Regions from separate parts of the Mus musculus genome. Here region 1 is linked to region 2. The links are chromatin contacts, called in public promoter capture Hi-C maps. All regions are on one chromosome and are shown on one strand. The core of a region is the stretch at or near the end of the contact, and the rest is flanking DNA. Distances in the headings are between cores, read along the strand shown.

What was found. Promoter capture Hi-C pulls out the DNA fragments that hold promoters and counts their contacts.
Region 1: a promoter capture Hi-C map of stem cell-derived epiblast-like cells shows a contact between it and region 2, with 2.1 times the contacts expected there. The contact joins the enhancer-like site here to the promoter of A230054N11Rik in region 2. A contact is called at or near these places in 1 of 39 promoter capture datasets (stem cell-derived epiblast-like cells), 5 of 115 datasets of contacts at active chromatin or transcription factors (embryonic basal ganglia, embryonic midbrain, embryonic stem cells and 2 more) and 1 of 9 other capture datasets (embryonic stem cells).

What each region holds. Positions count from the first base shown.
Region 1 is chr10:51,328,283-51,331,009 of GRCm38.p6, reverse strand. No RefSeq gene overlaps it. Among named protein-coding and RNA genes, the nearest start is that of Gm35917, 140 kb to the right of the region's middle. Within about 2 kb of position 1,364, at least 4 of the 459 cell types and tissues checked have an H3K27ac peak or open chromatin away from gene starts, as enhancers often do. A contact at or near this core is called in embryonic stem cells and stem cell-derived epiblast-like cells, where this site is marked.
Region 2 is chr10:50,893,127-50,895,826 of GRCm38.p6, reverse strand. A230054N11Rik (a long non-coding RNA gene) reads left to right here and starts at 1,293. Exons shown (of 2, transcript XR_871640.2): 1 at 1,293-2,700. Sim1 (single-minded family bHLH transcription factor 1) reads right to left here and starts at 176. Exons shown (of 11, transcript NM_011376.3): 1 at 1-176.

The DNA.
Region 1 (2,727 bases), core at 115-2,614, 440 kb before region 2:
TAGAATTGTTTGTTTCTTATATACTATGAATTCTCAAATTTGTAATTGTTTATGCATATACAACTCAAGTTAAGAAAAATGCTGTTCTTTTAAAGAACTGTCATTGGACATTTAAGAACTCATTCTAGATTGCCTGGACAAGACCTCTTAAGGTGATGCCATGCTAGATTTACATCCCAGGCAGATTATAGGCCTTACACAAGAATAATTGGCCATATAATCTCATTCTTTACATCATCAAAATAATAATGGCTTGAGATAATAATTTGGTATTTTTGAGAATATGTGTGTCAAATTGTAAAGACTTGTTCTCAGTGTCCTCAGTTTCTACCTGTTCCACATAATGGTGTTAATTCTTGAGGACTTATACTTAATCAATTATTGCAAATGGATACTCATACTTCTGATTTAAAAAAATAAAATAAAATATGCACATGTGACTATTGATAGCTTTTCAGGCTTTCTAGTTGCAACTGCTCTAATAAGAGAAGCAGCTAAAAATGTCATTAGTCATTGCCTATGTTAATTTTTTTTTTATGCTTGGTGTTCCAAATCAAATTAAAACAGATATTGGAACTGGCTATTACAGTCTAGTATCTGAGATGTTTTGTCAACAATTTAATGATACCAATGTTACTGAGATTTTTTTATAATTCTCAAGGACAAGGTATTGTAGAACTTTAAAAACTGTATCTTCTTAAAAAACAAAGAAGGGCAAGAATTATATCCCCATGCACATTATTTAAATCATACTTTTTATTTTTAAAATTTTAAAATTTGAATGTCAAAGAACTTGCAGAGTGCCTTATAGTATCTTAAAACTAGGCATACTCATGCCTAGGTGAGATGAAAAGGATCCACTTAGTGGCATATGGCATGATCCTGAACAGGTATTTAATATGGGGAAGAGGCCATGTTTGTGTTTTTTTCCAGCTGCCAGAATGATTCTTGTGACAGGCTGACCTGTGGGCTTGCTGGGGGCCCTGACAATGGTGACAAGATAGCTGTATTGAGTATATGTTCTTGACCTACCTTTGCTTGACTTTGTCCCAGATTAGACAAGCTAAGCTGCCTTGCTTCAAGCTTTTCAACCTTATGAGACAGAGAACATTAGAGACTGTGGAAACTGACTTAGAAAAATTATTCAAAAGGAGGAGTTATAGTGACTTTTCTTTTTCCTTTAATGTGACCAGTTATTCTGATTCAATCATGGACTGGTCTAGAAATAAGTCCAATATTAGAGATTCCTATTATGAAGATAGCTAAAAATCCTTATTAGCCAGCAGAGTTAACTTGGAACATAGCCTATTTACATGAGAAGTAGCAGCTTTTCTGTTGATTCTCAAAGTCACCTCCCCCACACTGGGAGGCCAGAACTTGGGCTTGATCCTTGCTAATTTGCAACTGAGTAGAGTACCTGGACTTCCCTGACAAACAACCTTACTCCTGTTGCTTTTCAACTTTAAGCTTTGTATTTCAAGGAGTTCAGTTACCTCCCAGTCAGGCTTGACTTCAACAAGCATAGATGGCAGTAATTCATCAGTATAAAGAGATGCATTGAGTGCATATTGTGACTTTGGTCTGATTGCGGAAAAAGGTGTGCAATGAGGGCCGGCAGCCAAGGATGAGCCACTGGGTCTATGACTTATTTCAATCTAAGACAGAGGTATGTGCCAAGAGGCCATGGTTTATTCATAATAATACCATAGAGCCATGTTTGTGCAAATAAACACAAACAAGCTGCATGTGTTCTCCAGGACGGATAAGAATAAGTTCAATGAGACCAAAGTCCTAAGACAGGCACAGCCACCAGCCACCACAATTTCCAGACAAGACCATGGACCATAAGTAAATTTTATGTTCCAGTCTAGCTAATTTTTATTATATAATTAGGGAGGAATTTTAGCCTCCCCCAGCCTTGAGCAGGCTGGCTCAGACCTGCCACTATGAGCTAGGCCACCTAGGGTGGAGTCTTCCAACCTAGATAGGTCTATTGTTCTGCCATCTCTGCCATTTCCTCAAAGACTCTGCTATGTGTTGAGAGGCTAAACCTGTTCTCCTGACACTATCCTGATGAAACGAGATTCTGGTGTGGTGGGGATTGGGATTGCCCTCTATATAAGCTCAGACTCTTAAGTAAACGTCGAACCTTGATCAGTATCTTTGTCTTGGTCTTGTTATTTCTCTCGACATTTTTTTTCCCCCATGCATCCCCAGACTCCCTTTCAGGAACCCAATTTGTGTAGTTGTGGGCAGCTACCTATAAGAGCACTCTGGACCATCATTCCCAAAGTCCAAGTAGGTCTATAGCATTTGTCATTGCATGATAAAACAAAGTCAAAATAAAGACACAGGAGAACAATTCACTTTAGATATCACCCTAGTGTTTATTTTTTGCCTTGGTTGCTCCTTAACTTCTCAGTTTTTTGAACCATCAAGTACTGTCTTTTATTTAGGATCCTTTTCCTGTCTGATATCTGTCTTTACCTCTGCTTTCTAACTTACATCCTGATGCTGTCTTCACAACTATCCAGTTTCCAAGATCTGCCTATGTTTAACTCTTCTGTTGTGCTCTTTCTCTCATCCTTCCACCATGTAAAAGGGTGATCAAACTCAACAATCACTTCTTTCCTCAACACAATTTCATTGATCTATCCATTCCTTCCCTGTGGACTGTTCCACAGCCTATCTTACTACATGATTATTTTGCAGTTACCTAAAAGTATT
Region 2 (2,700 bases), core at 44-2,543:
CAATTAGAGATCACACTCGGTAAAAACATAACTTTAAACAGGAGGCTGAAGTTTGCTCCGGGAAGACACGAATGATGGACAGGGCAATGCGGCAAACAAAATACTTTCTTGAAAACGTGAGGTGTAAGTATAAAAGAAAGCTGCTGGTTCACGGCAAATCCGGGCAATCCTTTGGGACTCTAAGTATAAAATGCTGGAAGGACTCCCGAGGAGCCAACCTTTTCATCTGATCCGCGGTAAGAACCCGGGTCCTTGGGAAATCGACATAATAATACCCGACGTTTGTTTTCCAACTCCTCTGGTTCTGAGCTGGTTTGTAGGAAACAGGAATCGCGGGTAACTTCTTTCAGATCACTACGAAGACAAGAACACCAAGGAATAAGACATCTGTGGCTAAACTCAAACCCACTATAATTCAGCCAACCGGGCCCCAAAGGGCCTCTGCGCTCATACTCTGCTCGTCACAGCCCTGGGTATTTAAAACTTGGGCAGGTCGGTCCCGGGACAGGCTGGGCTTCCGCTCGCCGCGGCCGGGATGTAGCACCGACGGCTAAATGCGCGTCTGCGGAGAGCTCGGCCGGCCGTGCGCGCCAAGCCAGGCTATCCAGCCGTGCAGAATTCCTCCACTGCCCCGGACTCCGGCTGCCTCTCCCCGGCGGGGTTCACGTCTGAGGGGTTCCTGGAGAAGTGCTGCTTATGCATCAAACCCCCGGGGACTCCCGCAGTTGCACACAGGGCACCGCAGCGCAGAGTTAACAGGTGGCACGCGCGACAGCCCCTCGTAGGCATCACCTGGAGCTCTTGGCTCCTCACCTACCTTACGTCCTCGAGAGCCGCGGAGGCTGCTAAGGCTCCCGCCCCCTAACTGCTTTCAAGCCTGCGCGCTTGCGGAGCCTCAGCGGCAGCCTCCCGGCTGTCACCCGCAGCCCGCAGAGTGTGCCTGGGCCACCTTCCCATGGGCATGAATGGGGGAGGGGTAGGTAGCAGCGGGAGGAGAACACAGGCTGGGGACAGGAGAGGTGTTTTCCGAGTCCGAGTCCTCCGTAGTGTTGGGAGCCGGTACTGTTCCTAATTGGGAGCCCAAAGCGCCCCCCTGTAACTTCTTTATAGCTTACCGGGTTTAGCTTCAACTTCGCTCCCAGGTTCCCTTTCTCCCGCCCTTCTCAAACGCCACTCACAAATTTTCTCTCTTCCTATTGGTCATAGGCAACCAAGACGCGGCGCTCATTGGCCAATCGGGGTGAGTGACGAGCATGCTCCCTGCTCCTCCTCCCCCCCCCCCCCCACGCGACTGGGCTCGCGGCTCGGGTCCTACAGTGAGCCTGGCAGCTCCGCTCCTAATGAGCCCCGGGCGCGGGGTCGCCGCTGCCCCGCTGCCGCCGCCGCTCCAAACCCCGAGGTCTTCGGCGTGCCGAGTGACACTCGCGCTCCCTAGACTCGGGTGTCTGCGCACAGCGTGCGGCCTTGCGGGGGCTGGCTAGCCGAGGCTCCAGGAACGCGTGCGAATAGCATCCCAGACAGTGGCCAGGATTTCCCCACGGCTGCGCGCCTCACGCCTGCAGGACTGGGTGAGGGAGAACGACGCTGGACTTATTTTTTATCCTGACACCACTGTGACAAAATTCATCGCTAGATGAAATAAATGCCCGCCTTTATTCCAAAAAGGGCAACGTTTTCGAAATGATTCGGGTTTGTGACTGATGCAAGATGACTAGGTCTGCTGGGCAGTTTCCTATGGGAACCAGCTAGTGGGTAGTCAGTCAGAAGAAGGATGTGATAGAAGAAGCCTAGAGTGTTGGAACAACTGACATATTAGACGTCTTACAGAGTTATTATCTAAACTGTTGGGCAACTCTGCGGACTTTATTTCGAGAAACAAAAAGACCAGCACGAATATTCCTTCTAGAGAGGACACAATAACTGAGTGAACCTGTAACGTTCCCCAACAGTTCTCAGACGAACTGTTCTCAAAGTACTGTTTCTGGGGAAAACTCTAGTTTAGAGACCCTCCTGTTCTAAGCGCTTTCTCTTCCAGTCATCTCATCAGAGGGCAGCAGATCGCGATGAAAAAAAGGCTAAGTTTCCCTTAAGACAATGAAAGCTTACAGACTTCATCCCGGGCCTTAGAAATCAGCAGTGCACCAGAAACCAAGCGCCCTGCTCCTCCTTTTGCCTCTGAGAAAATAATTTCTTTGAAGAGTCGTGTGCCATCCTGATACATGGCTCACCTTTAAGAATGTTCATTGAAAAATAAGACATCTGTCTCCTCCTTGATCCCCCGCCTCCCAATGGCAGTAAGGACATTGGGAGCTCCTAGGACAATGGGAAACATTCTGGGGGTATGGGGAATAATTACACATCCGAGCGGCACCTGGAAAAAGGAAAGGAAAAGAACTAAACTAAGACTGTGTAGGTGTTTCAAAACTGGAACCACCTAACAGGGTTATAATCCAGAAAGGAGTGGTTTCCTCAGTGGTTGTGGCCACTTAGAGGCCTAACTCTGGGTGGGCTCTATCGTAGTCCATCTAATGATACACTGTCCGTGGGAGGTAGAGGTATCCTGTGGCTCTCATCAAGACTCCAAAAAGACCAGATAACATCAAGTTTCTTATTGGGGTGGTGGTGGTAATTGTGGTAGTGACAGCGGCGGCGGCGGTAGCAGCGGTGAATGAAAAACCTTTCGTGACTCCCTTTTCCAAT